Linked DNA regions of Sus scrofa: regions 2, 3, 4, 5 and 6 are each linked to region 1. The links are chromatin contacts, called in public Hi-C, HiChIP or PLAC-seq and promoter capture Hi-C maps. All regions are on one chromosome and are shown on one strand. The core of a region is the stretch at or near the end of the contact, and the rest is flanking DNA. Distances in the headings are between cores, read along the strand shown. Region 1 holds the start of PER1 (period circadian protein homolog 1). Region 2 holds the start of MPDU1 (mannose-P-dolichol utilization defect 1). Region 3 holds the start of WRAP53 (telomerase Cajal body protein 1). Region 4 holds the start of DNAH2 (dynein heavy chain 2, axonemal). Region 5 holds the start of LOC110255906 (collagen alpha-2(V) chain-like). Region 6 holds the start of NAA38 (N-alpha-acetyltransferase 38, NatC auxiliary subunit).

Region 1 (4,506 bases), core at 1,220-3,719:
GCTGCCGTCAATGGAAGAGAGGGGGCGGGAGACGGCGGTGACGTCAAAGCGGAGGATGGGGCGGGGCGAGGCAGCCGGGGAATGTGGGGCAGGGAGGCCGGAGAGGCAGCGGTTTGGGAGGCGGCCAGCCCAAGAGGGCGGCGGCCAGCGCACTTGGGAACATCATGTTCTTTTGGCTGGTAGCCCAGGACATGCACCCAGCCTGGGCGCCTCCCCCAACCCAACGACAGCCGTCCGGTCCCAAAGCCAGGGATTCCTGGAGAGAGGATTAGGAGGAAGGGGTGCTTCCCCCGCCCCCACTCCAGGCTCTCTTCTGGAGACTCGCATCCACCCTCCCTCGGCTGGTTCCTACAGCTCCTGGCATTGGCTTTCCCCCCTCCCAGACTGTACACATCTGCTGGCCCGGTCCCAAAGAGCCAGGGCGGGGAAGTTGGAGGCCCAGGTTCTGCAAGAGAACACGCACCTTTGCTCCTTCCCTGAGGCCCCCTTCAAAGCCTGAATGTCTTGTTACCATGGCAGCAGAGAGAGGGAGGAGGGACAGGGAGGAGAATGGGTCAAGGATGAGGAAATCGAACTGGGACAGAGCAAGTGGCCCAGCCTGGGGCCTGGATCTTGGGGGAGGGATAAAAGAGAGGAATGAGGGACTGGGGCTGGTGCTCCAGCCCAGAAGAACCAGGAAGAGGAGAACAGGGAGGGAGTCACTAAAAGTTGCAAAAAAGCTTAAGAATGTGAGCATTGTCAGTCCCTAACCACAGCATTCACAGAAATCTTTCACCCATTCCTGTTACTGTCACCATACAGCCATATTTTTTAGCTAAAAAAAATTTTTTTTAAATATGACCCAGGCATTTTGCTGAGTACTTTACATACATTAACTTATTTAATCTTCAGAACAAGCCTGTGAGATAGATATCATTATCCCCATTGCACAAAGACCGACTAAGGCTCAGAAGTTACTAAACTTGCCTAAGTTGCTTCATAATATGTTCTCTGACTCTTAACAAATGGGGCCCAGGATTCGAATCTGAACTCTGTTAATGGCTTGTCGTTCTGGCTTCTTACCCTTCAAGAACCTGTGAGGTGTTACCACCTCTGGGGGACCTGGGCCTCTCAAATACCCAGCCCATTCTGAGTTTGGTGCCTGAAACACAGATGCCATCCCCCCCGCCCCAACAGTCAGTCTGCACTCTCTACACACTTCAAATCGCATTGTCCCAGTTTTCATATTCTCACAAAGTCCTTGAGATCACCCTGGCAGCCACTAGCCCCAGTGATCTGCTAGGAACCCCACTTCCTGACTCCTCCACCTCATCACAGGTCACTTTACCACAGGCCTGGTTACTTGTACAGACAGATACCAGAGCACCCAGTTCCTGCCTCCTCCCCTCCAAGGACTCAGGAAGACACACGTGCATCCAATCTGCACAAATCCATCCTCCCTCTTGAGATCCAATAGTTCCTACCCCACGCTCACTCCCAAGGATGGCTCCGAGGCCCAACCCCTTCTTTTTACACATGAGAGAGACATCCAGAGCCACAGCCAAGATGTGACTGGCTCAGGGTCACATAAATCATCACACCACCCTTTTTCAAGTCACCTTGTCAATCCCTTGGTACCCACCCACCTGCCCTACCAGGGCCTCTCTCTAGCTTCACAACTCCTGCTTTTTTTTTTTTTTTCCTTTTTACTGCTGGCCGCAAATGAGGCATGAGTTCCCCGGCCAGAGGTTCAATCGGAGCTGCAGCTGGAGCAACCGGCACAGCCACGGGCAACAAGGAATCCGAGCTGCATCTGCGACCTACGCTGCAGCTGATGATCCTTAACCCACTGAGTGAGGCCAAGGGATAGAACCTGCATCCTCACAGAAACGGCGTCCTTAACCGAAGAAGCAACAACGACGAGAACTTCTCCCTCCACCGCCCTGGCCTCTTTCAAGTGCTTAAGGCACCTACCCGAGCAACAGTCACGCACTGGAACGTCCCCCACTGGTTCTAAAGGGTCCGGTACCTCCTGGGAGCAGAGGTCTCAGCTCCCTCAGGCTGCCGAACGCTTCCGAACCCCTCCCCGCGGCAGTCAGGGATCCAGGCACCTTGGAATAGCGAGGGATCTTAAATCAGTGATTCCTGCTCCCTTCTCTCTAGAACTGAGTTCGCGGCCCCTATTCCCTGCAACCACTAGAGCTCCCACCGCGGCGATCACATATCCACACATTCTCCTTCACGGTACTGCATTAACATTCCTCCTTACGCCACGCGGGAAAAACCTATACCAATCGCCGCCGCTCCCCGCTCCCCACCCCACCACGCCGGAGCACTCACCGCTCGGCTCTCACGCGCGGTACAGTTTCTTCCCAACTAGGATCTCGGAGACTTGGACTCGCTCCTTCAGCCTCGCCCGCCGACCAGGACGCCACGCCCCTCAAGCTTATTGGCCTAAGGGCGCCGACCCATGCCCCGCGCCGCGTGCGGGGCCCCCCCCGCCTCCGCCCAGCTACCATTGGCACCGCCCGCCGCCGTCACCTTCTCATTGGTCAGTTTGCCTACCAAGCGACAGATCCACGTGCGGGAGGGGCCGCCCTAGCGCGTTGATTGGAGGTCTGAGGAAAGACACGCCCCCACTCACATCCGAAATTCTTATTGGCTGTGACTCCACCCCCGGCCTGCCTAGATTGGTGACGCAAACGTCAGTCCAGCCCTCCCAATTTTCTCATAGGCTGAGACATTCCGGAGCTGTAGAGGACACGTGCAGGCGGTCTCACGCGGCAAGTTGTTTACCTAGAAGCTGGGGATTTTCCTTGACGACACTCTTACCCTAGACTGCCGAGTCTGCGCAGGCGCAGATGTGAGCGCCCGTAACTTTGTGGGGGGCGCTTTGAGAGCCGTCCCGTGCGTGACAAGAGCGCCCCCGCGCTGGGACTCTGGACCTGAAACTCCCAGTAGCTGGAAGGTGTGAGCATTAGGTGAAGCGGTCTTCAGGTCTCCGTACCGCGTGACGATGATGACAAAAAGATGATAGCCACCTCCCAGATTATTTTCTGTGGCCAGGCCACGCGCTTCTTATAAAGCCGGAAGAGGCGGCGGCTCACTTCCCACCGCCTCACTAATGATACTGAGATTCAGAGAGGTTACATAATCTGTCCGGAAGAACAAGCTAGTCTCTAATGGGATCATGATTTGAACCCAGATCTCCCACATAAAGAAGGCGGGTCCAAGAGCCTGCGGGAATCCTAAGCCTGTAAAGAACTCAGTAGATGAAGGGTAAAAAGGCTCTTAGTACCTGTCCTGAAAATAGTAAGCCCTCAACAAATGGTGAACATTATGATAATGACTGTATACCTAATTATAAGAATCACTTGGTCCCTTACAACTGCTGACTCAATCTCCGGGGAAGGGGCCTGAAAATCTATTTTAAAAAGCATTCCTGGTAGTTCTCATGAGCCGACAAGTTTAGGAAACATTATCGAGATTTCCTATGCGGAACCCTCATGTTGCCGCCCAGAAAAATGGGCCCTCCGGAGCTCACCTAGCACTCCCACCTACTGTTGAAGTGCCCGGGGTCAGAGATGCAAGGGTACCACATCGGCTGCATTTGTTGCTGGAGATTAAGAGTTCAGTGTGGGGGTCCAGAGTCACCAGTCTGACTGCACACAGGGCAGGGGTGGCAAGCCCTGCAGCCGACTCCACACCACACTCACCTCTGTCTCCCTGAGCCGTTTTGTTCAATTAGTATTTATTAACCCTTCTGGATGTTAGCACTGTTCTAGGCACAAAGGGGAAGAGATGTTTCCCAGTTGTCCACCTATTTCAGGTCTAGGAGTAAATGACCACAGGAGCAACTGCGTAACACCTGAGAGTTAAGTCAAGGAGTAGAAAGGGATCCAAGAAACAGCAAAATGCCCTCAGAAAAGGAATGGGGGGAAAGCTGAGAAGCCCAGACCGCAGGGTTCACCAGGCTGAGGCCCTGGGCTCATGAACACATTATCGATTCCTGGTGCCCCCTTGTGGCCACTTTTGGGATCACACTTTGCCCTGCCCAAGGTCAGGTTCCTTGGCAAAGCTCAGTCTCTTCCAGATGTATCTTCTCAACCTTCTTGTTTTACCTGCAGATCCAACACCCTTCCCACTGGTTAGGAAAAGATCTTAAACCACCACCTGGTTACTCATTACACATTTATTGTACATTTTCACAATCTGGATGCGCCACAGAATTGGGGGCATGGGGTGAGGGAAGGCGGGGCAGGGGACACTGGGATAATAAGGGGGTCTAGAACACAGCACCCCCACCCCCAGCATCTTTCCCTACCCTTTCACAACACAGCTTTGATCTCCCTGCTCCCCCTCCACACAGAAACCTTTGAGTGTGGGGGGAAGAGTTTAGGCGGTCCCTTCCAGTGGCAGGTTAAGGGACTGCACCCTCAGACCCCCAAAATTGTGCCATTAAAAAAGACGTTACATCCTTCCTTATCATTTCACCTAAGGAGGAGACAGCTCTCTCTGGGCTCCACC
Region 2 (4,506 bases), core at 1,024-3,523, 500 kb before region 1:
TGATGTCAACCTGCCCTTTCTTTTGTCTTTTTAGGGCCGCGCCTGCCGCATGTGGAACTTCCAGGGCTAGGGGTCAAATTGGAGCTGTAGCTGCCAGCCACAGCCACATGGGATCTGAGCCGTGTCTGCGACCTACATCACAGCTCACGGCAACACCGGATCCTTAACCCACTGAGCAAGGCCAGGGGTCAAACCTGCGTCCTCATGGATATGACTCAGATTTGTTTCTGCTGAGCCACGACGGGCACTCCCAACTTGCCCTTTCTTTCTGCCAGGTTTCTCTTGTCCCAGTGACCAAACCATCCTGCTGCCTCTCATCATTGGACTGATTTTCCTTGGCCTCCTCATCCTGGTGCTTGTTACCTTCTGCATCATCCGGAGACGCCCACCCGCCTACCAGCCTCTGTGAGCATCTGTTCCAACACCCAGGGCACCAGAGGGTGCCCTTATTTCTCCCCACTCAACTGACTCTAAGACAAAGTTTCTTCTTTCTCTGTCTTGATGAACAAAAGTAGAGATAATGCAATCGGGAGAGATGTTTATTAAATATGATTGATTTCCCTTCCCCTACTTCCAGAGAGAGAATAGTAAACCTGCTCAAATCTCTATGCTTGGTTTTCCTTGTCCTTCCTGCCAGAATGAAAAGCCATGAGTTTCTGGGCTCATGCCTTTCTGTGCCTTCCATGCTTGGATCTCAGGGAGCCAGAAACAACTGGTGAGGAGGGATGAAAATGCCACCGTGTAACCCAGTGACTTCCTGGGTCCACCCCCCAAAGCCTGGCACAGCTAGTGTCAAACCTGCCTTGGCTCCCTTCTTCCTTTTCTTCTGGGGCTGGCCCCTGGCTATACCAGTTCCCTCTCCTCCAATCCAGTGGAGCCACCCAGCCCAGCAGCCTTCTTCCCGACCCTCATCACATGCAATTAAGGTGAAGCAGGCAACAACAGCAATGAGTGAGGAGGGAAAGGTCACAGCTGGGTTCATTTCCTTTCAAAAGGCTGCACCGGTGGCTTCGTAACAGGCTAGGGAAGCCCGGAATAAACCCTTGCTACACCTGAGATGCTCTTGTCTCACCTGTAAAGGGTTTTCATCAACCATGGGAGCAACAGGCACCCTGACCTCCACATACAGTGACTCTATGCTCCTGGGAACAACATGCCTCCGGCCTGGGCAACCTGCAAAGCCAACCCTGAAGTCCTCAGTGGAGGTGCACCTAGGGGTGGTGCGTGGCACCCCCAGGGCAGCCTGCGTCCATTTTCTAAAAAGAGACACCCCCCCGCCCCGACCGCCACAGCTTGCACCACCAATGAGTGCCACGCCCCCCTTTACAGTCGGCCAAGAGCAATCCCAGGGGCCAGAATAGGGCCTCTCCAGTCGTAAAAGCCTTGCAAGAAAACAGCCACCCGAGCCTGGAGACCCACCCCTCTGCGGGCAGCACGTGGCAGAGGCCCAGTAACCACACCACCACCTTGCAGACACCCCGTAGGACCTTGCAGACTGTAGCGCGGGAGTCACCAAAGCGTGTGGCACTGCCACCCAGCAGGGGCCCAGCCACCAGAGCTCGAGCTGGTGTCCCGGCGCTGGGTGGCAGAGAGAAGAACCCCGGGGCACTTGTTTCACAGAAGCAGCCAGGGCTGGGCCCGCAGGAGGGCTGGTGGCTCTGCTGTCCCCCAAAACTGGGCTCGCCTTCCCCACCTCCTCCTCCGCTTCACTGTCCTGACCCAGCAGTTGCTGCCACTCCCATCCGTCAAAGCCTGGGAGAGCCCAAGGAGGGAGAAATATGGGCCCGGAACCTAAGGAGGGCTGCCTGGCTCATACCGTCCCGCTGCCCTCGGCGCCCTCTGGAGACGCCGAGTAAGAAGAGAGAAAACCACAGCGCTCCCCCCCGCAACGCCACTTTGCAGACTCACGCTCTTTCTCCCTCAACTTCGAGCACTGTAAAGTCAGATGGAAGAAGACAAGATGGCGCCGAGCAGGAGGAGCGGAGAAATGCAGGAGAATAAATCCTGCTGCCGAAACGGAAGCTTAAACAAAGATGCGAAAGCTGGAACTGCGCAGGCGTACAGCTTTGGCAAGCTTTAAAACTCCAGCAGCAGGGAGGGCGCGTCCAGAAAACGCGGTCCTGGGATGGGACCTACTTTCCGCTAAGGTGGGATGGCGTAAATAGCGGGGAACTGGGGAGGTCCTGACTTATCGCGAGAAGACAGGAGGCGGAGAGCTCGGAGTGCGCATGCGCACCGCGAATCAATGGCGGTCTGCGCGACTGGCGGAAGCTAGCTTTGCAATATGGCGGCTGAGGTAGATGGGCCGCTCAAACGGGTGTTGGTGCCGATTCTTTTACCTGAGAAATGCTACGACCAAATTTTCGTCCAGTGGGACTTGCTTCACGGTGAGTTTCATTTGGAATCCAATCAAAGTTCTGTTCAAGAGCCCCCGGGCCTTAAAAGGGACTTCAGTGCGGACTAACTGACACCGGCGACTACCGCCACGCCAGTGCTGGGCGGAAGTCACTTCTGAGAAGGGCGGAAGTGTCTTGCGCTCCGTAGGGGGGGAGACGCCATATTTGGGGGAGGGAGAGAGTCGCCGAGTGTGAATACTTAATTAGTTTGACAACGATGAAAGACAAGACTTCACAAAACAAAGTTAAAATCTGATCTGGTCTTTCCAACCTTTAATAGATAGCTATATCTTCAGGTGCAAGATTACATTAATACAAAGCCTATGATCCAGGCTTTTGGTGGCACCACCAAGGCTCCTGCCATCCCAGTAACTTTCCTTCTAATTTCCATGGTCTTTTTTTTTTTTTTGCTTTTTAGGGCCGCATTCTCGGCCTATGGAAGTTCCCGGCTAGGGGTCGAATTGGAGCCACAGCAACGCTGGATCCGAGCCGCTTCTACGACCTGCACCATAATTCACAGCAAAGACGTATCCTTAACTCTCTGAGAAAGGCCAGGGAGCGAACCCGTGTCCTCATGGATACTAGTTGGGTTCGTTATTGCTAAGCCTGGCGGGTCACTCCACTCATGGTCTAATTTTTTTTTTTTTTTTTAGGGCTGCACCCCCAGCATATGGAAGTTCCCAGGCTAGGGGTCAAATCAGAGCTGCAGCTACCAACGTGGGGATTGGAGCCACGTCTGCGACCTACACCACAGCTCAGGGCAACACCAGATCCTTAACCCCTGAGCTAGGCCAGGGATCGAAGCCTCATCCCCATGGTTACCAGTCACATGTTTCTGCTGCACCACAATGGGAATTCCCCAATTTTGTACTTGCCTGCCTTCCTCTTTCTATCTGCCAGGCATCTGCACCCCAGTGCCCACCTAAGATGTCAGACCCTTTGGGGAGCCTTTGCAGTATGTCTCTGTCAGTTCATAGTGCCCCACTGTGCTCCAGGGACAGATATGCTTTAACTGGATTCATGACCAGTGAGAATCTGACTCCCACTGGGCCAAGCACCTTGAGGGGTAGAGCTTCAAGACAAGAGAAGATGTCTGGTAATTGAGTCCCTGAGTAGGTGCCAGGGACAAAGTGTTCTGGAGTGAGGGATACAGAGGAAACCCTATTCTTGGAGAAAGACTTGAGAAGTAGATTGCCTGGTTGCTCAGAGGCGGGACTAAAGGATAAGAGTCTTGAGCATTGATCAGCTCTATACAGGGAAGCAGCGGAGGGCCTTGGAAGTCAAATCATGGAGTTTAGATGTGATTTGCAGGGAATGGAAGATTGGTTTAGAGAAAAGGAATGGTAAAAGCTGTTTTGAAAAGTCATCCCGGAGTTCCCTTGGTGGCACAGAATCAGACTAGGAACCATGAGGTTGCAGGTTCAATCCCTGGCCTCGCTCAGTGGGTTGAGGATCCGACGTTGCTGTGGTGTAGGTCCCGGACGTGGATCGGATCCCGTGTTGCTGCAATTCTGGCGTAGGCCGGTGGCTACAGCTCCAATTAGACCCCTAGCCTGGGAACCTCCATATGCAAGGGTGCAGCCTTAAAAAGATAAAAAGGCTTTAGGCCTGAGCCTCCTGGATGCCTGGGACTGGGTTCCAGAGGTCTCTACTTACTGCTTTTTCTTTTCTCAGTTCCCTGCCTCAAGATTCTCCTCAGCAAATGCCTGGGGCTGGGCATTGTGGCTGGCTCACTTCTGGGTATGTTTCTTAATCTTCCTTTCCTGCTGTTGGGAGGTGGGTGGAATGCTAAGATGCCATAAACCCCCTGGGCCCCCTAACCAGAAGTGGGGTTAACATGCCTCCCAGGCTGCTCTTTAGCTATTGTGTCTTGCTCCCAAAGGGTGTCAGCTCCTCAACCCTGTCTTTCTCATCCTCTTTCTCCAGTAAAACTGCCCCAAGTGTTTAAAATCCTGGGAGCCAAGAGTGCTGAAGGGCTGAGTCTCCAGTCGGTAATGCTGGAGCTGGTGGCACTGACTGGGACCATGGTCTACAGCATCACCAACAACTTCCCCTTCAGGTGAGGGACTCCCGCAGCCCTTTATCTCCAAGGGTAAATGCTCACAACTCC
Region 3 (4,506 bases), core at 872-3,371, 420 kb before region 1:
CAAAGCCGGATACAGAAGAAATTGTTTCTCTGCCACAAACAAACAACCCCATCGTTATGCTTTTTTATCGTTTAAATCTCAGATGTACCCATTCTCGAAGATACCCAAGGTTTGCCTTCTGATATTTAAAGAAAAGAAAACCGCCCCAGGCAATGGTAGCGTCCGCCTGGTTAGCAGACAACCAGGAAGGAGCACACCATTCACAAGAGGGGGAGGGACTGAGGTTTGCATCATAACAAATGCTTTTTCCTTCCCAAAAGCGGTGGCTAAGTAGTCCATGAAGGACAAAAAAAAGGTAGAGGGGGTTAACAGCCCCTTGCAGCAAGCAATAGGAACCAGTTTAAAAGACCTTTTCTCTTTCTACTTCCCTCACATCGGGTGAATAGTGGGCTGTTCCGAAGAAAAGAAACCGGAAATGCTCCTGCGAGTGGCAGAAATGTAAATGCAGAGCCAAACAATAACAGGGCTCCCGGGCCTCTCCGGCCGGGTTACTCCTCCGAGGCTTCGCGGGCAAACCTCTTGTTTAGCATGTCCCATTTCCACAACTGACAGCCTTTAAATGGACTTTCTCCATCCTGAGGCGCTGAAGGCCAGTTGGAAAGTTCACTCAAGAAAGGACAAAGGTCCGGAAGTTAGCACCTTGGACTTCCCGGAGCACTCCGGATAACCACTTCGGAATGGAGTCCAGGGTTCCACTGGGATGCCATACGCACTAAAATCTCGAGCCATAAATCCCCAAAGTTCCAAGATCCCAAAGCCTCGGACCTTGATGCTTTGTGTGTCTTATTAAGGGCTCCCCCACACCGGGTACTGAAATGGGGTGGTGGCGGTGGTGGGGAAGAACCCCTTAGGCAGGCTCAAGTTTTCCCCAAAGCCCCACTACCCGGCGCAGGTGTTCAGCTTTTTAGTTCGGTTGGTCCTAACATCCCTATCATCTACACTCAGGCCTCCCAACATTGCATTCCTCTGTTGATGCCGCTAGAAGAACTTCCATTTCCCCCCCCCCCCCAAATCACTAAATCTTTCGCTCCACCTCCATCCTCCTTTCTTCTGAGCTGAAAATACACAGACCCGAGAGCCCATGACTCATAGAGTATTCATCAGGCTCAGTTAAGAGCTTACCCGAAGCTCAGGAGAGCGTGTCACTGTCCTGGGATGCACGCTCGAGACGGGACGTCAGGTGACCCCGGAGACCAGCAGCTACCTGCGCCAAGGATGGTGGCCCTGGACTTTTGAGGAGCTCAAAACTTTTAGCGCCAGTCCGAGCACATGGGAGGGGAAAATCCCAATCCCAGCAACCATCGCGAGACTCCTGGCACAAAGTCGCCATGACAAGTAAGGGCAAGCAATTACCCTGCGGGCGGTGGCGACGGACGGAGGTGGTGAGGGTGAGGGGAGTCAGGATTCCTGCTGTGTTGGTTTTGTAGCTACTGACAGTTTGCGGTGAAGAAATTCGACAACCCAGATCTGTGAGAACAGAATTGGTGGAAACCATTTTGAAAGACTTGTCCCCGAGTCAGACATGAAGGTGAAAGAAAGACAGCCTTTGCACCTTTTGCCTGGAACTCTGCTCTCCCAGATGGCTGGATAGTTCCTCATTAGCTAAAATGTCAATTTTTAGGAAGACCTTCCTTAATGTTCCAAGCTAACGTATTCTCCTAGTTACGTTGTATCACACTGTCTTGTTTAATTTCCTTCCTAGACCCTATCACGTTTTGAAATAATTTGTTCCTTGCCTTCAATACACAGCAACCTAAGCGTTAGGAGAGCAGAGACCTTGCCTACTATCTTATTCATTCTTGTCTTTTCCAGTACAGTACTGGGTAGCAAAGAAGAGCTCAATGATAAATATTTATTGAATGAATGAAAAGAGACGGAGGTCTGAGGAGTTGAGATGCAAAACAGGTTCAAACCCCGTAAAAACAAATATAGCGCTCGCGCCCTCTGCAGGTGGGGAGGGGAGTAGGTGCTTGAAGAATGATAGCGCGAGGAGCTCAGACACATCTCCCTGACTCAGAAGCTCTCGGACTACAAGTCCCAGCAGGCACTAGGAGATTCAGGACTGGAGGGGAACGGTAACCCGTGACCTGTTACGTCCCTGCCCCGCCCCTCTTGTGGGTCGCCCGCGAAGTCTGATCCGGGATGCGGAGGTCCAATCGAATGGTGGGCCCAAATCCCGCGAGAACAGGTGGCGCGTAGCCACCGACAGGGCTAAGGATCGCCGAGCTCTCCAACATTCCTGTTCGCCCGCCTCGCCTCGCGAGGCCTGGGGGCGGGGGGCTGTTTTCTGTCCTATCCCGGGAGCAGAAAGAAGGCACTGCTGGGTTTCTCCAGTTCTGCGTCCGGATCCGTGCGAACTTACGGCGGTCTCTGCCGTTCCGCAGGCCCGGCAGCTGGTAGCCGGCGGGAAGAGGATTGCCTGGCCGCGGCCAATGTTTGCCGTGCTTCCTCTGCAGTATGAAGACCCCGGAGGCGCCAGTGTTAGCTCCGGACTGCCTTCCTTCAGACCAGGCCCCAGCTGCAGCCCGTCTCTCTCCTCAGGCTTCCTCGATGGATAAAAATACGAACCCTGAACAGACGCCACCGCCACCCGATGGGGATGATGCGCCCCGGATATCCCCGGATCCTGGAGCTGGCTCGGCCGTGTCCCAGGAGCTGGGGGAAGGGGACCCAGCTTCTCTCTCCACTCCGTTGGAAGCTGAGTTTGATACTCCTAGTGAGTTGAGCCCTCGAATCGAGGAGCAAGAACTTTCTGAAAAAGTGAGCCTTCCTGCAGAAGAAACGAACAAGCCAGAGTTGGGGCCGGGAGAAGACATGGAAGATGTGTCTGAGGAACCCGCTCCAGAGGATGAGGGATACACGTAAGTGCTGATGGCAGTTGGCTCAGGAATCTGAGGAGGTTGGAAATGTGAGATATATCTCATCCGCCAGTCCTCAGCCCCACTTCTCCAGGCCCATTTCTCCTTGGCTTTGGCGACCCAGGTTTGTCTTCCCCATCTTCCTTCCAGCACTTGGAACTACAGCTTCTCGCAGCTACCCCGGTTTCTTAGCGGTTCCTGGTCAGAGTTCAGCACCCAACCTGAGAACTTCTTGAAAGGCTGTAAGTGGTAAGTAAGGATGAGGAGGGGGCTCACCTCTGCCACAGGTCTGCTCAGCTCAAGCCCAACACTCGCAAGATACAGGTCTATCCAGGCTTCTCTCTCCTACTCCTAGGGCCCCTGATGGTTCCTGCATCCTGACCAATAGTGCTGATAACGTCCTGCGGATTTATAACCTGCCCCCAGAGCTGTACAGTGAGGGGGAGCAGCTGGAATACGCAGAAATGGTAAGGGTAGGGACTAACTGCCCCTTCCTCAGCCAGGGCACTTTTAAGTCCTGCCTGTAGATGGAGAAAGTACAGTCCACATGTTTCCTGTCACAAACAGGGTATTTTTTCACCGTGAGTTTCCACAGGTAGCATTTTCGGCCGTCAGTTCCGAAGTCATTTAAAGTGATATTTGGCTTATCTTTCATTAGGAATATATGTTTTCCATAAAGGAGTAGTGGATTTCTCTCCGTAGTTTTTAATTGACTTTCAGATATTTATTGAATGACCACTAATATGCCACCTACTGTGTTTGGTGTTGGGGTGAAGTGATGAACGAGACAGATGAAGAACTGGTTTGCTTTCTTGTGTGGGAAACATGTTACCCAATAAGCAGTCAAGTTCATTATTGAGTTTAACAAATACCATGAAGGGGTATTTGTTAAATACCGCAATGGGAATGAATCCAGCTAGGAACCATGAGGTTGCAGGTTCAATCCCTGGCCTTGCTCAGTGGGTGAGGGATCTGGCATTGCCGAGAGCTGTGATGTAGGTCACAGATGCGGCTCGGATACTGCATGGCTGTGGCTGTGGTTATGGCCGGCAGCTGTAGCTCCGATTCGACCCCTAGCCTGGGAACCTGCATAGGCCACAGGTGCGGGCTTTAAAAAAAAAAAATATATATATATATATATATACCGTGAAGGAAGTAAACAGAATGAGGAGAGATTAACCAGAGGATACCACTTTAAATAAAGTGGCTGGGGAGGAGTTCTCTGAAAAGGAAACATTTGAGCTAAGACCTGAAGGATGACAAGATCGGCATGTGAAGAGGTATAGAAAGAGTGCTCCACAAAGAGGCAGAGATGTGGGAATTCCCGTCGTGGCGCAGTGGTTAACAAATCCGACTAGGAACCATGAGGTTGCGGGTTCGATCCCTGGCCTTGCTCAGTGGGTTAAGGATTTGGCGTTGCGGTGAGCTGTGGTGTAGGTTGCAGATGCGGCTTGGATCCCGCATTGCTATGGCTGTGGCGTGGGCTGGCAGCTACAGCTCTGATTCGACCCCTAGCCTGGGAACCTCCATATGCCGAGGGAGCGGCCCTAGAAAAGACAAAAAAAAAAAAAAAGAAGGGGGCAGAGATGCTACAACAACCCAGAGAACCCAGAGCTGGGAAAGAACTTCATGTGTTCAAGGAACAGAA
Region 4 (4,506 bases), core at 1,082-3,581, 390 kb before region 1:
ACAGCAGGCTGAGACCTGGACCCCAGGAAGGTCCTCTCCCTTTTCACCTTCTCTTAGCCCCCAGCCCTGATTCCCCACTTCCCCCCACGATCCATAGGCCAGCCCCCAGGTCACCCTAAATCTTCTGCTCCCCCATGGGGACTGGGGCCTCGGGACCTTAGCCTCTGGCTCACTCTCCCCCCTCCTCAGCCCTTGCTCCCCTCAGGGACCCAGGCGTCCTGCCCACTCCCTTCACCATAACAACCATTCTTTTGGAGTTGCTTAAGACTTTAATATCATTTCATTAAGTCAGCTGGTTCAGAGAAGGTTGGGGGCACAAAGAGACTGGGGTGGGCAAGAAAGGGCCAAGGTAGGGGGGAAGCAGGGGAACAGCCCCCTCTCTCCGTGGAGATGGCTCGGAGAAATCAAATATTGACAGTGAGAGAAGAGAACTTATTAAAGCTGGGACAGGGGTGTGTGTGGGGAGCTGTGGGAATGGCCGGATGCCTGGGTTCTGAGGGTAATGAGGGTTCGGGGAGGAGGGAAAGCCTGAGACTGGGAGGACGCAGTGAGATGAAGGGTCCTGGGCCACAACCCCTCTGCTCATTTCCTTTGGGAGGTCCTGGGCCAGAGGTAGCCCGGCTGCTCCTCAGCGGCCCCCTGGAGGAGCTGGGGACAGGACCTCGTCACAGCTGTGGTTGCCCCGCTTCAGCCCTTCCCCCTACCTCCACCTCTGTTGATGAGCTTCAGCAGTGTTTAATCGGATTGAGCAGTAATTAGCAAAGCAAGATGTTTGATTACCTATTTAGCATAATGTAGGGGGCTGGGATCCCTAGGCACAGCCAAGGTTGTGTGTGTGTTGGGGGGGTGTTCAGAAAAGAAATGGGGTCTACACAGCATTCCCTTCTCTGAGGAAGTCATGAGCCCTGCCCGCAAGTCTCCCCAGGTTAGCCCTTCCTTCAAATCTTCACTCCTTTGGGGGACTGAACCAATCACCGTCACTTCTCTGCCAACCTCTGCCTAACTGGTTAGAAGATCACCCACTTCCATCTGCTTCCTGTGCAGCTGGCTTTGGGGTGTGGCAGGACCCCTCTCTCCTTCAATCCTTGCTGTCGGCAACAGGAGTGTGGGCTGGGCAGGAGCCCAGAAACCCACTTTAAGGATAATGGGGCTCTCGTGATGCCAAGGGCCAGGGGTTGTCAATTCTGGGGGAAAAAATGTGGTAGGCAGGATGGTGAGAGCTAAGCTGGGTCTAAGTGTGGATGGGCCCTACAGGAGTACCAGGGTCTGCCACTCCTCGCGGTGCCAGACTGGCATAATGAGATCCGTCAGGTGTGAACACCGCCCAGGAAAAGGGGGAACTGAGGTGCCAGCTTCTCTCCTCATCCCGAGAAGAAAATGTCATCAATTTAGCTCTTCATGGAAATGTAATCAGTGGCTCGCTGCTGGCTTTGTCTTAATTAGGCACTATTGATGGAAGCAGGGAGGGTGCCTTCCCATCCCCCAGATTCGCTTCTTCTCTGGATCTCCCAGGCCTCCCTAGAGCTTCTACCAGCCCCAGGTACAGCTCAGTCTTCCAGGCGCTTCTCCGGGCAGCCCCAGCCCGCAGCGCCCCCTAGCACCTGCGGCGGTCTGCCCCTTTTCTCACACCCCTGTCCTCGCTTCCCCAGGACTCAGCCTTTGTTCTTACGGAGAGCCGAGCCCCTCCCCGGCCCGGTCACCTTCCCCAGAGAGTCCCCGCCTCCTGTCCCCCCAAAACGAGCGACGCTTTCCAAAGCCAATCCTCAGATTCCCCAAATTCCAGTTCCGTTCTTCCCTCTTTCCCCCGCCCCGCGCTGCCAGGCGATCCTAGACCCCAGTCCGAACTAAGAAGGGGGAACAAGCAGGAGGGCAGAGGTGCTCCAGCCCCGGTTTTTCCCCCGGACTCAGCTGCAGCCACGGCTGCCTCGAAATCCTGGAGCGCCTTCTAGGGCGCGCGTGAGCCTCGCCGGCGGAACCCCCGGCGCCATCTGCTGGACTCGCCCGGGATGGAGCCCACAGACCCCGGCGCGGGGTCGGGCGCTCAGGTTCCCCCAGCCTGTTTGGTGTCCTGCAGGAGGCTGCTCATTGTTCCCAGCCCCAGGCCTTCCAGCCTGTGTTCCGACCAGACCCCCCGCCACCCTCCAGCCTGCCAGGTCTGGCAGCTTTCCCTTGCCCCCCAGCCCTGTTGCCCCTGGTCCCCGCCGGGGAGACACGGGACCAGCGGGGCAGGGAGCCTGGGGTCCGGACTTCACTGCGCCTGCGCCCAGGAGGCCGAGCTCGCGGGCTCGCGCCCCAGCCACCCGCCCCCTCCCGCTTCGGTTGCCATGGTGACGCGTGCAGGCGCGGGCCCGAGAGGGCCACGCGGGGCAACTTGTTAGCTGAAGGGGCCGGTCGGTCGGCCTAGGGAGGAGAGGGTCGGCGTCGTGAGGTGTGTGTCGGGGGCAGAGGGGAGGAGGGGAGGAATGCCCGGGAGAGCCGGGAGGTGCGGAAAGAAGGGGCAGCGGTGAGGGGGTAGGAGGGAGAGTTGAGGGGGGCGGGGAAAGGGGCAGCTGTGGGGGAGGGGAGAGCAAGGGGCAGTTGTGGGGAGAGGAAGGGGCAGTTGGAGTTGAGATGAAGAAGCGGGGACGGTTGTGACAGTTGTGTGAGGAAGCTCCTGGGAGGGGAAACTGGCTCGCTGGCAGCCACTGGGGGTCGGAGGAGAGGGCCGGCCCGCTGCGGTGTTTCCCGAGTAATAGAAAGAGTCCCAGGCTCGTGGAAAGCTCCTCCTGGGGTCTCGGAGTGGGGCCATGGCGTGAACCCCGTGGGGAGAGGGCTCCCAGCCTGGCCAGCGGAATGTTCCCGAGGCTCCACTTGGAGGCGGGGAAGCGCAGCCTGTCGCTTCTCTGGAGGCGGGTGGCGGAAGCCCGAAGCCGCCCTGCCCCAGTTGGCTGTATTGATGTGCTGGCCTAATAGAACCGTTTTCCTTGGAGCACAGCCTTCAAGTTTGAAACTCATAACCTCTGATCAATGCCGGCGGCAGCCTGTGGGGATGAGAAAGAAAAGCCACAGGTGGCTGTCAGGCCAGAGCTGAGTGAAGAGGGAATGGCCGCGAATCAGACCTTGCCCGCCAGGGATGCCCGGCCCCCCGACGTCCTCCTTTTCGGAGAGAAACGCTGCTGGGGCCTTCCTCACCACCCCCCATCCTCTTCTCCCCTCCCCAGACACCATTTGAAATTCGCCATTGGGTGACGTTTGTCTTTCCTTCCTCCAGTCTGTTCTCAGGGCATCTAGAATCCTGCTCTTCACCTTCATTATCCCTTAGCTCGGAATGACTCAGCCAGCCTGTGCTAAGAGACCTTTTCAGTACCCACGGAGCGGGGTTCCTACCCCCCAGGAAGGAAAAGCTAAAGAGAGGGGGTTCCTACCCCCAGGAAGGAAAAGCTAAAGAGACGTGTTGCAAATGCTGTCGTTTCTTTGCTTAAGGAGGTTGCAGATTTTAGTGGGAGGAGAGGGGGCATTTTTCTGTTTCCCCCTCTTTGGGGGGAGGGAACTTGGGAGGAAAGGAAGGACATGGGAAAATCATCTTGTTGCTTGGTAACTTGACACAGTGACAAAAGGTGTGGAACGTGGGGACAGTCTTCCCCTCCCTGTGCCCTCCCACTCATCCACGGCCCTGACGGTTTGTGCAACCACACCTCAGCGTGTAGATCTTTTCATGAGAACCTTACACCTCTGGGCAGAGGTTCCTGACTCCTCATTAGTGGGGTGGGCCCCCCTTTTTTTCTTTTTAATGTCAGACCCATGGCACATGGACGTTCCCAGGCTAGGGTTCAAATCGGAGCTGCAGCTGCTGGCCTACGTCACAGCCACAGCAATACCAGATCTGAGCCGTGTCTGCAACCTACTCCACAGCTCATGCTAGCTCTGGATCCTTAACCCACTGAGTGAGGCCAGGGATCGAACCAGCATCCTCATGGATACTAGTCATGGTCTTAATCCACTGAACCACAACAGGAACTCCTGGGCCATCATCCTTAGCTTCCACTTATTCCTGAGGCCTTGAGGGACTGACTTTGATTTTTAACCCAATGTGTCAAAGAAAGTAGACTATCCCAGGGAAAAGACAGGGGGGATCCGGTTGTGGACCCCCAGCTTCCCTGTGTCTGCAGGTTTTGTCTACACGATGTCCAGCAAAGCTGAGAAGAAGAGGAAAGTGAGTGGCCGGGGAAGTGCTCGCCGGCGAGCCGCCCAGGCTGCGCTGGCCCCACAGGCCGAGGAGACCACCCCGCCGGCCAGCAGGGAGTCCCAGGCGGAGCCCGAGTCTCTCAAGGAGGAGCTTGGTAGGTCCAAGCTAGGGAGGGGCTTGGAGGCAGAATTATTTAAAGAGGGTCTTGGGGCTGGGAGCAGCTTCTCTTGCTTTTGGATCAAAAGCAAGGGGTTGGGTGGAATCTCAGATCTGCCGCTGCCGCTAGGTCCCTTGTATTGTGTTCCCCCCCCCCCCCCGACCACCCTTATACTTGTTCTTTC
Region 5 (4,506 bases), core at 1,246-3,745, 290 kb before region 1:
CCGGACGGCCCAGGTGATTCTTCCCGGACCATCACAACCTGTCCTCGCGTGAATTCCTCCTCTTTGATGTGCAACAAAATCCTTCCCATCCCTTATCGTTTCTTCCCCACTCGCCCTGGTGCTCTTTGCACCTCCCTCGGCTCCTTTCGGGCTGTCTCTCCCGGTCTCCACTCGTCCTTCTCGCTTCTCCCAGTTATATAACTCTTCCTCTTGCCGTGTCCTGATTTCAACTCCACAGACTCCGCCCTGGAACAGCGCGGGGAGGGGCAGGAGAGTTGGGACCCAGACTGATTCCGGCTGGCGGCCGGCTGGGGCACGGGGGTCCCGCCGATGGGAGACGGAGCCCCGCGGGACCTGGTGCCCCTGTCGCCCACCTCCCGCCCCCCACCCGAGATATCGCCCGGGAGAGAGAAGGCACAGTATCTCAGAGAGGCGTGTCGGGACTTCGTCAGAAATGTGGGTTGGGAGGTCAGGCCTGGAGCCGGAGAGGAGGAGCCGAGGGGCCCGAGTCCCAGGGATTGGAGCCGTACCGGGGGCAATAGATAAGGGCGGGACGCTTGGGTTCCTTCCTTCCTCTCCTTTTTGGGTTCCCAGAATTCCTAAGGCTGTTTCCCAGGAAGCTTAGCCTGCGGCCCCTCTCCGCCCCTCGGGGTCAAAGGTCTGTGTTAAAGGTTGCCTGGGATGATGTCACCACTGCACGTGCCCAGGGACAGTTGCCAGGCGATGAGGCCTCCTCCCCTTTACATTCCGCACCCCACCCCCCAAGTCGTGTTGCAGCCCCGTGCCTGCTTTTTTCCCCTCCTCTCTCTTCCTTGGCCTTAGGGCCCTGCAGGTGGGAAACCCTGGCCTGGAGTTTTGTGAGGGGGCGGGGCACGGGGTGTGGTGCAGTGGAAAGACTTTGCCCCTTTGCTGGTTAAGAGAACCCTGGGTCACTTTTTCCCTAGATTGGCACAGAAGGGCTTTCCCTCCAAGCGCCCCCCTCCCCCAGCCTCCCAGCAGTCTTTTTCCTTTCCCACCTGCTGCATTGCCAAGTGTTTCGTTGCCCCCCCCTCCTTTTGAGTTGAAATTGCCAGATAGCTCCTCACTCAGAAGAACTGTGTGTGGCATGCGGAATTCACCGGATACCAGTTCAGCCCTGACCTTAGTCAGTGGCACCTCACGCACACCCCCAACAGTGAGGAAGCGAGTCAAGAAACTGTATTAGATTGTATTAGGAAAGTCAGGGCCTTTATTCTGTGTCGGTGGGTAGATCTCACTCTTGAAGGAAGGGGACTCACTTGATAGCTATGGTTTCCCCTTCTCTGTTAAGTCCTGGGGTTGGTTATGGTATTGGATACTGGTTTCTCTTATTGTATACCTTAGAATTCGGGCTGTCAGATCAGACCTGGATTCCATTCCTAGCTCTGCCACTTCGTGGCTATAAGTACTTGGAAAGGTGACCACCTCTCGGAGCCTCATAGTCTTCATCTGGAAAATTTAAATATCAATACCTACCTTCTAGGCTGTTGACTGGGAAAAACAAAATTATTTATGCAAAGCATTTAGCACAGTCCCTGGCACAGAATGAACACTGAATGAACGCTTGTTATGAAATGCTTGTTCTTGTTAAATGTTGTTAGTTATTATTTTACTATTATGGTTGGTAAGCCTGCTTCCAACTGACCATGATCTTAGGAATGGAGAGTTTGTGTTAATTTGGTAGGTGGGGGGAGAGGGGTTTGGGGATTAGCTTCCACTGCATTGTGCACTTTATTTGATGAGGGCTTTAGTCAGATTTGTATTGCTTTCTTTGGGATTATTTTTTCCCCCCCTTCTTGAAGAAGAGACAGCTCAGACTATTCCTCTGGCTGTGAAAATAAAATAATTGTATTGTGGTTCTCGATTTTTGAGCAAGACCCCAATCCCCTCCCATGTTCTCTGGAGCCTTTCAATTTTGCAGAGGGACTCCACGGTTTCCTTTGCGGGGACAGGGCTGGCCGAGGGGTGTGTAAAAGGCTCGGGTGGGTGGGTAGAGAGACCAGTGCTGGGGGCTGGGGGGGGGGCGGGTAGTTGAAGGAAGAGACCGGAAGGGAGGAGGAGGGAGCCTGCTGGTGGGGAGGGAGGGAGGGGAGGAGGAGGTGGAGGAGGAGGAGGAGGAGGAGGAGGAGGGAGGGGGTTGGGGAGAGCCTGCTACAGTTCTTTGTTTGACTCCGGGACTCAGGGACGGGGAGGAGGAGGGAGGGAGGCAGAGGCTGCAAGCGCCGGGGCAGGCCCAGGAGGCAGAGGAGGGACCGTCTCCCCCGCCCCCCCAGCCCCCACTCCCCCCCTGCTGCTCCCCCCTCCCTACCCGGACTCCGGGGGCACCGCCGGGGGACAGACACCCAGCAGGTAACCCCGGCCTGGCTCGCCCTCCCTTCTCGGATTTTCCTCCACACCCTCCCGGCTGACCCCTTTCCCCGGTTCCGTCTCCCCGTCGCCCCCGGCCTTGCCGCTTTCCCCCGGCCCTCCTCGTTCCATCTCCCCCACTTGGGCTGGTCACCCGCCGGCCGCGCCGCCGTCTCGTGCAGCCTGACTCCCTTCCCGTCGCCCGACAGCCTGTGCGTCCCAGGTCTGCCCGCGGCACCTTTCGGGGCTCTGTCTCGCTGCTTCTCCTGGCTTTGCTTTCCTTCCGACCTGTCCCCTGGGGCTCTGAGGAAGGAGGGAGTCCCTGTCCTTTTCTCGCTCCCCCAGTTCCCCGCCCCCCAACTCTGGCCCCCTTTCTCCTCTAGCAGTCTCTAGGGGTGGGGAGAGAACCGGAATTTGGGGGGCCCTCTGGAGGGGCAAGGGGCTGTGTGTCGTGGGGGAAAGGGGCTGCGAGTGTACGCGGGGTGGGGGCGGGGGCGGTTAGGGACCCGGCTGCCTCTCTGTTGTCCCTTTAAATGGCCCTCACATTTCTGGGGACTCGTGGGGGGGAGGTGGCAAGCTGCCTGCCTGGGGGGCAGGGCCCTCAGTTCATCCACACCATCAGGGGTGGTAATGATTTAAAGGGACAGCCTCGGTGTGGCCGCTGCCACCCTGCGCCAGCGGGAGGGGGAGCCGAGCCGGCAGACCATGTCTGGGGAGGCTTGGCCGGTGAGCAGGGCATTTGAGGCTGAATCTTTTGCGAGGCCTGCCAGGTCTGGGATCGGGCTGCAGCTGGGACCTGCAAGGAGGGCTGACAGCCTGCCTGGGGGGGCACTCAGCGTGGGCCTTCTCCAGGGCCCCACCTTTGGGTTCATGGAGTCCTTGGCCAAGAATCCATGAGTCTAAACTACAGAGCCTGTTGGCCACCAGGTGGGGGCCACTGGCAGGTCTGTGGGTCAGCAGCCTGGCCTGGGCACACTGGAGCTGGCCCTTCAGCTTTTCCTTTTGTTGTTTGGCTCTGTGCACAAGAAAGCCGCGGCCCCTCCCCCAGCTCCCCCTTCCCGTCCACATGCCCCCCCCCACCACACACACCCACCCCAGCTGTTGGACAGATGAATTACAGCCTCCGGCTTGGGGCCAGAGCTGGTGAGGGATTAAAGCTCTGGGGCTGGCCCTTTAAACGGCTGTTGGCCCCTCCCCCACTCTGGTGTCCAGACACCCCATACACACCCCGCTGACCCCCTCGGCTGCCCCTCACTCCTCCTCTTAGTCTGTCCTAAGGCCTGCCACTCCCCTCTCTGTAGGCTAGACCCTCCCCAGCTTCCCTTTCTCCCTCAACACAACCACATATACAAATGCTACAGACTACACACACATAGACTCTCGCTCACTCACTCCCTGGTCTCACATTCTGAGCGTCCCTGTCCTGGAGGGATCCAGCCTCAAGCTCCCTTCTCCAGCAGAAGGAACTTGCCTGCCTGGCCTCTCTAGCCTGCAGCTGACCACTACTCTGGCCAGGTGAGGGGCCTTGCTTGGGTCAGAAATAGCACCTCCCCCCGGGGGCAGTGTCATCAGCAGCCAAGGCAGCTTGCAGCACATTGCATCATGGAGGTTGGGGGCTGGGGGCCTGAGTCTCTAGGGGCAGGGGGAAGGATGGGGGCTGGAAGGCCGGAAGTGGAGAGGCTAGACTGGGACCCAAGTGTCTGGGTCCTTAAGGGTAGAGAACTATGGCTAAGAGAGCAGAAAACATAGGTCCCTGAGGAGTGAGTTTGAGGTGAGGGCAGACTTAGGTCTGACCCCTGCATGGACACCTGGTTCTTGTGTCTCAGAGTTAGGAGGGGAGGGAGTGGGCCCCTATCACCTTCTTGGGCCACACAGAGGAAGGATGTGATGGGGAAACAGGATATGGCCTTGAGGGGTGGATGGAAGGGAGGCTTGCAGCAGAGGCCACTTCCAAACCCAGGCCCAGAGTCATAGGAGGAAGGTTTCTCCCTGCTGGGCCCGTTCATCTCGTCTGGCCACCTGTGCTCTCACCAAGATCTGCCTGCACCCGCCTGGGGGAAGGAGAGGGGGCAGAGTCCACAGGGTGGGGTTGACTGGTGTCTTGATAAGGTTAGGGAGGCAGCAGAGCTGAAGAAATAGTTT
Region 6 (4,506 bases), core at 742-3,241, 260 kb before region 1:
GCACCCCTCCTGCCGCCCTGTGAAGAGGACAACTGAACTTTGCCGGTGCCCTCCTTTTCCGGTGCTGCTCCTAGTATCTGCGGGTGGGGGATGGGGCACGAGGGTGCAGGGTAAGGAGTGATCACACATCAATAAAGAGATAACTGAACGAGATCCTGGGATCCTGTGAACACAGGGGTAGCGCCAATGTTATCACTCTTGCCCTGTGCCCAGGAGCAGGAAACATGGGGGTGGGGGTAGGATGAGGGATGTGTGGCTCTAGCGTGCAGAAGGGAGCATCCTTCGGCCTCCCGGCCTTCCCTTATCGCACTAGCCCGTCCTTCCTGTCCAGACCCCAGAGCCCTTGTCCCTGACCCCAAAGTCACCTCCCCATCAAGAGAGTGGAGGAGGCCCAGCCTGTGTCGCCTGTCCTGCTCCCCTTGGGGATCTGAGCCTGTTCTCTGACCCCAGCTTAGAGGAACTCGGTGTTGCCAGGCCGGGGAGGGAAACAATGGGCCTTCCGGAGCAGGATGACACCACCCCCTCCCGGACCAGCAGCGTGGGAGGGAAGATGGGGCCCACCCTGGGGCCTGTGGGTCTAAGGCTCAGCCTGTCCCCCATCCCCACCCCCGAACCATAAGGGCACCTCTGGCAGCACTAGACGTGGAAGGAGCGCTGAGAGTGCCCCCGACCTCAGATAAACCTCTTCTTCCTCTAGGGGGGAGGTGTGCAATCCTTGCCCCCCGCATCCCAACCACACACAGACACAGGCCATGTCAGTGACAGGTTTAATGAAGTTTGAAAGGCATGCGCGGTCGGGCTCAGAGATAGGGAGGCCCCGCCAGGCTCTCTCTTTGCACCTCAATAGAAACGATGTGGTGTCCAGGTACCATAGCTAGGCCCAGCACACGGGGTTCCCCGGCAGAGAAGGAATCTGGAAAGAAGGATCAGAGCATCAGGGAGGCAGGCCAGCGTCGGTCCCGCCCCTTCTGAGCTACAGCTTCTGGCCCCCGAAAATGAGGGATACAGCCAGGCCCTGAAGGGGAAATGCTCCGAGGCATTCCCAGGCGGGTATGCATTCCCCAGGCACTGACCCGACGGCTTGAGGAACTCCTGCGCCGAGCCTAGGATAACATTGCAGTCGCGGTCGGTGCAGAGGAAGCAACCGACCAGTGTCCGTCCATCTGTCATGCGAATCCGCATAGTCTTGTTGAGCAGCGCCTCCAGCTGCTGCCTAGCGCGCGCAGACGGCGAGTCTTCGCGCTCCCCGTCTGAGTCCTGCGCGGGGCGGGACATGTGCTCAGACCGCACCGCCCCGGCTGCTGCCCGCCCGAGGAACCACAGCTCCCAACAGCCCGCGGGGCGCTCGCAGGAAGCCCAGAGGCTGCCGGGAGCTGCAGTTCTCCCTCCGTCCTCCCACTTTACTCCCCGACGGCCCCTCAATCCCAGAACCCGAGCCCGCGCTAACCCCGGCGCTGGAGCTGCTTTGACGCCGGCTGCAACAGCCATTCTCCTCTCGTAGCAGCATAGTTGGTCCAGCTCCGGCCATTTGTCCGCGGGCCTCCTCCAGGCCCTTCAACTTGCTGAGAACCTTTCGGCTCCGGGGGGTCTGAGATCTCGCGAGCGCTCCCGACCTGTTTTCTTTCGCGAGATCACCTCCCCTCCTCGTCTCCTCGGCAACTGCAGAGATCTCGCGAGCGTCTCCTGCTTCGGCGAACGGCTCGCTGAGGTCTAGGTCGCCGGATGTCCTCAGATATCGCGAGAAGTTTTCACCTCTCTCGGTTCTTACATATCCTTTAGGAACCCTGGAAGGAAGCGAGAATACCTTTTTTCTTAATCGCACTCCCCACTCCCTTGTTTTTCTGCCTCGCGAGATAGTACGTCCCAAGCACTCCCTATAGCCCAGGCCACTCAAAATTAAAACGGAGGGTCTTTTCCTCCCCCCGGAACTCCGGAGGACACCACTCAATTACTTCAACGTCGGAATCGGACCACGTTTCCCGTGAGCCCCACCTCGCCCTCACAGCGTCTGATCTTGACAGACGGTGGCCGGAAAAGGACAATGGTTTCCATGTCAGCGGATAAACGCCCTCTCCTTAGTTCCCGGACGAGAGGGAGGATGCGGTAGTGAGTGCGCGCTGAAAAGCAAGAGCGCAACTGAAGGAGCCGGTGAGAGGGCGAGAGCCATGCTGCGCCGGGGCCTAGTGGCCGGGCCAGACTTTGAGTATTTCCAGCGTCGCTATTTCACGCCGGCCGAGGTGGCCCAACACAACCAGCTGGAAGACCTCTGGGTGTCTTACCTGGGAAACGTGTACGACCTGACGCCGTTGGCACAGGAGTACAAGGGTAAGGGCTGCACTTTTGGGCCGGCGTCGGGCGTGCGTTTGGGGGTGCTTGGTTCTTGGGTGTCTAGCACTGACACGAATGCCCCTTCCCAGGAGACCTGCTGCTGAAACCCATCGTGGAAGTTGCGGGCCAGGACATCAGCCACTGGTTCGACCCAGACACCGGAGACGTGAGTTCTGCTGGAACCTGGGGTTGGGGGGAGGGGCACTGTAGAGCGGGGACGAGGCGGAGGGGCTGACCGGAGCCCGAGATAGTGACTGCTCAGACCCCCCTCCGCCAAACCCTACTTTAAAGATCCGCAAGCACATAGATCCGCTGACCGGTTGCCTGAGATACCGCACCCCCTGGGGCCGCTTTCTGCACGTGCCACCTCAGCTGCCGCGTTCGGACTGGGCCAATGATTTCGGGAAGCCTTGGTGGCAGGGGTCGCGTTACGAGGTGGGGCGGCTGTCCGCCAAGACCCGGACTATCCGCATCATTAACACGCTCACGTCGCAGGAACACACGCTGGAGGTGAGAACTGGTGCCTGGGGGCAGGTGAGAAGGAACTGGGAGTCCCAGCAAACCTCCTCGCAGATCTGCAGGCCAGCAGCTCTCCGTAACTAGTGGCAGCTGTATTTTTTTTCCGCTTTTACGGGTGACCAAGGGAAGAAGACGACCATGTAGGTCCCCGGGGTTAGCAATTCGAGGAGTGGCTGAGCCACAAGGTGTGAGAGACTCCCTCAGAAGTCCAGGGTAGTTTGGGCGTCGTAGTTTGGTCCTCCCAAGTTCATGTTGAATTTTGAACAGCAGTTGCAGGTGGACTCTCTTATTAGCCTGCTCTATTGTGGAGATGAGGTGAGGGGGCAGTGACTTTAGGGCCAACTGTTTATTAGAAGTGGCTGCCCTAAAGGCTGGTAGGATTTGGGGGCCATTCATTGCATGCTGGAGCTCCATCTTTATTTCTGGGACTGTGGAATGCCTTAAGCCACTATCGGCCAAGGGAAGCACTCTGATCCCAGCTCTATCATCTTTGGGGCTCCTGGCCTTTGCTTTGCTTTGTGTGTGTGTGTGCGCGCGGCGCGCGGCGCGCGCGCGAGCTGTATGCACATGGGTGCTTTCCACTCAGGAGACTGGGGGTGGGCTGCTTTTCTGTTCTCCAGGTGGGGGCTCTGGAATCATTGTGGGAAATCCTACACCGCTATCTCCCCTATAATGCACATGCCGCCAGCTACACATGGAAATATGAAGGGAAGAACCTGAACATGGATGATACCCTGGAAGACAACGGTATCTGGGATGAGGAGGAAGAGCTTGATTCTCTCGATGTGGACAGTACACACCATACACCTGCGTTGCTCCTCTACTTCAATGATGACCTCACCGAGCTATAGGGCGGGAGATGGATGCTTATGTAGAGTCAAGACATTTTGAGTTTAGCTGTTTCTGTGCCCCTTAGGAAAAGAGGTGGGAATGGGGTGTGTGTGTTGGGGGGGGGGTGTGTGCGCGTGCACGCGCGGCTAGACTTCTGTTCCACTCTGGGAGCTGGCCTGTGGTTTCCAGGCCCTGCTGAAGCGTAAAGGTCCTACTCCTCCGCTTCATTACAATTTACTTTGAGAAAGTTGGGGAGAATGCCAGAAGTGAAGTAGTTTATAGGAATGATACCAAAAAAAAAAAAAAACAAAAACAAACAAACAAACAAAAAAAACTGTCTTAAGTCAGGGAGATGTAGAAGAAGATAGTCAAATAGAGCTCAGGTGGAGCTTTTTGATAGTAGGAGAAAGAAAAGTCCTTCTTTCCTGGCGATGATGGGAATGGGGTGGCTGCAAGCTTCCAAAGACAGGCATAGGGAATGTCTATCTCTGGCCATACAAAACTGGCTTCTCTCTCTCTTGAATACTATTTGGCAGCTGAAACCCAAAAGGAAGAAAGAAAGTGAATGGTCATCAGATAATTCAGGCCAGATACTACGCTATACGCCTTATACACATCATTTAATATCACCGCCCATAGGATGGGCCCCAGCGCCACTACTGTACAGATACGTCTTCTGAAGCGTGGCAAGATTTCATAGCACAAAAGGCACACTAATTAATAACCAGAATGCAAACTCAGGTCTTCCCAATTCCAAAGTCCAGGTTCTTTTCAACATAAAGTTAATATCTCAGGGCCCAGGTTCATGGCACAATGGGAACTCACAGG

Evidence for each region. Promoter capture Hi-C pulls out the DNA fragments that hold promoters and counts their contacts. A called contact is a pair of places that touch in the nucleus more often than the background predicts. HiChIP or PLAC-seq counts read pairs in DNA pulled down with a chosen protein or histone mark.
Region 2: a contact with region 1 is called in an H3K27ac HiChIP or PLAC-seq map of alveolar macrophages. The contact joins the promoter of MPDU1 here to the promoter of PER1 in region 1. A contact is called at or near these places in 1 of 47 Hi-C or Micro-C datasets (liver) and 2 of 2 datasets of contacts at active chromatin or transcription factors (alveolar macrophages and skeletal muscle).
Region 3: a promoter capture Hi-C map of liver shows a contact between it and region 1, with 5 times the contacts expected there. The contact joins the promoter of WRAP53 here to the promoter of PER1 in region 1. A contact is called at or near these places in 1 of 5 promoter capture datasets (liver), 2 of 47 Hi-C or Micro-C datasets (liver and skeletal muscle) and 2 of 2 datasets of contacts at active chromatin or transcription factors (alveolar macrophages and skeletal muscle).
Region 4: a contact with region 1 is called in a Hi-C map of embryonic fibroblasts, with 2.7 times the contacts expected there. The contact joins the promoter of DNAH2 here to the promoter of PER1 in region 1. A contact is called at or near these places in 1 of 47 Hi-C or Micro-C datasets (embryonic fibroblasts) and 1 of 2 datasets of contacts at active chromatin or transcription factors (alveolar macrophages).
Region 5: a contact with region 1 is called in a Hi-C map of skeletal muscle, with 2.7 times the contacts expected there. The contact joins the promoter of LOC110255906 here to the promoter of PER1 in region 1. A contact is called at or near these places in 1 of 5 promoter capture datasets (liver), 4 of 47 Hi-C or Micro-C datasets (liver and skeletal muscle) and 1 of 2 datasets of contacts at active chromatin or transcription factors (alveolar macrophages).
Region 6: a Hi-C map of liver shows a contact between it and region 1, with 4 times the contacts expected there. The contact joins the promoter of NAA38 here to the promoter of PER1 in region 1. A contact is called at or near these places in 1 of 5 promoter capture datasets (liver), 3 of 47 Hi-C or Micro-C datasets (heart right ventricle and liver) and 1 of 2 datasets of contacts at active chromatin or transcription factors (alveolar macrophages).

Annotation. Positions count from the first base shown.
Region 1 is chr12:53,374,254-53,378,759 of Sscrofa11.1, forward strand. PER1 (period circadian protein homolog 1) reads right to left here and starts at 2,470. Exons shown (of 24, transcript XM_005657042.3): 1 at 2,320-2,470; 2 at 1,954-2,090. VAMP2 (vesicle-associated membrane protein 2) reads right to left here. Exons shown (of 5, transcript XM_003358281.5): 5 at 4,154-4,506.
Region 2 is chr12:52,876,651-52,881,156 of Sscrofa11.1, forward strand. MPDU1 (mannose-P-dolichol utilization defect 1) reads left to right here and starts at 2,274. Exons shown (of 7, transcript NM_001044619.1): 1 at 2,274-2,387; 2 at 4,071-4,136; 3 at 4,323-4,455. The coding sequence starts at 2,285. It overlaps CD68 (CD68 molecule), which reads left to right. Exons shown (of 6, transcript NM_001291776.1): 6 at 276-606. The coding sequence ends at 409.
Region 3 is chr12:52,952,553-52,957,058 of Sscrofa11.1, forward strand. WRAP53 (telomerase Cajal body protein 1) reads left to right here and starts at 2,122. Exons shown (of 10, transcript XM_003131944.4): 1 at 2,122-2,861; 2 at 3,009-3,107; 3 at 3,214-3,325. The coding sequence starts at 2,458. TP53 (tumor protein p53) reads right to left here and starts at 1,234. Exons shown (of 11, transcript NM_213824.3): 1 at 1,123-1,234.
Region 4 is chr12:52,979,886-52,984,391 of Sscrofa11.1, forward strand. It overlaps DNAH2 (dynein heavy chain 2, axonemal), which reads left to right and starts at 2,332. Exons shown (of 89, transcript XM_013981316.2): 1 at 2,332-2,428; 2 at 4,149-4,319. The coding sequence starts at 4,163.
Region 5 is chr12:53,089,163-53,093,668 of Sscrofa11.1, forward strand. LOC110255906 (collagen alpha-2(V) chain-like) reads right to left here and starts at 2,496. Exons shown (of 4, transcript XM_021066316.1): 1 at 2,327-2,496; 2 at 745-826; 3 at 132-599. The coding sequence starts at 2,496. All of the region lies in intron 1 of KDM6B (lysine-specific demethylase 6B), which reads left to right.
Region 6 is chr12:53,110,496-53,115,001 of Sscrofa11.1, forward strand. It overlaps NAA38 (N-alpha-acetyltransferase 38, NatC auxiliary subunit), which reads right to left and starts at 1,992. Exons shown (of 4, transcript XM_013990020.1): 1 at 1,953-1,992; 2 at 1,448-1,784; 3 at 1,074-1,257; 4 at 754-913. The coding sequence starts at 1,528. The coding sequence ends at 801. It overlaps TMEM88 (transmembrane protein 88), which reads left to right. Exons shown (of 2, transcript XM_003131950.4): 2 at 1-153.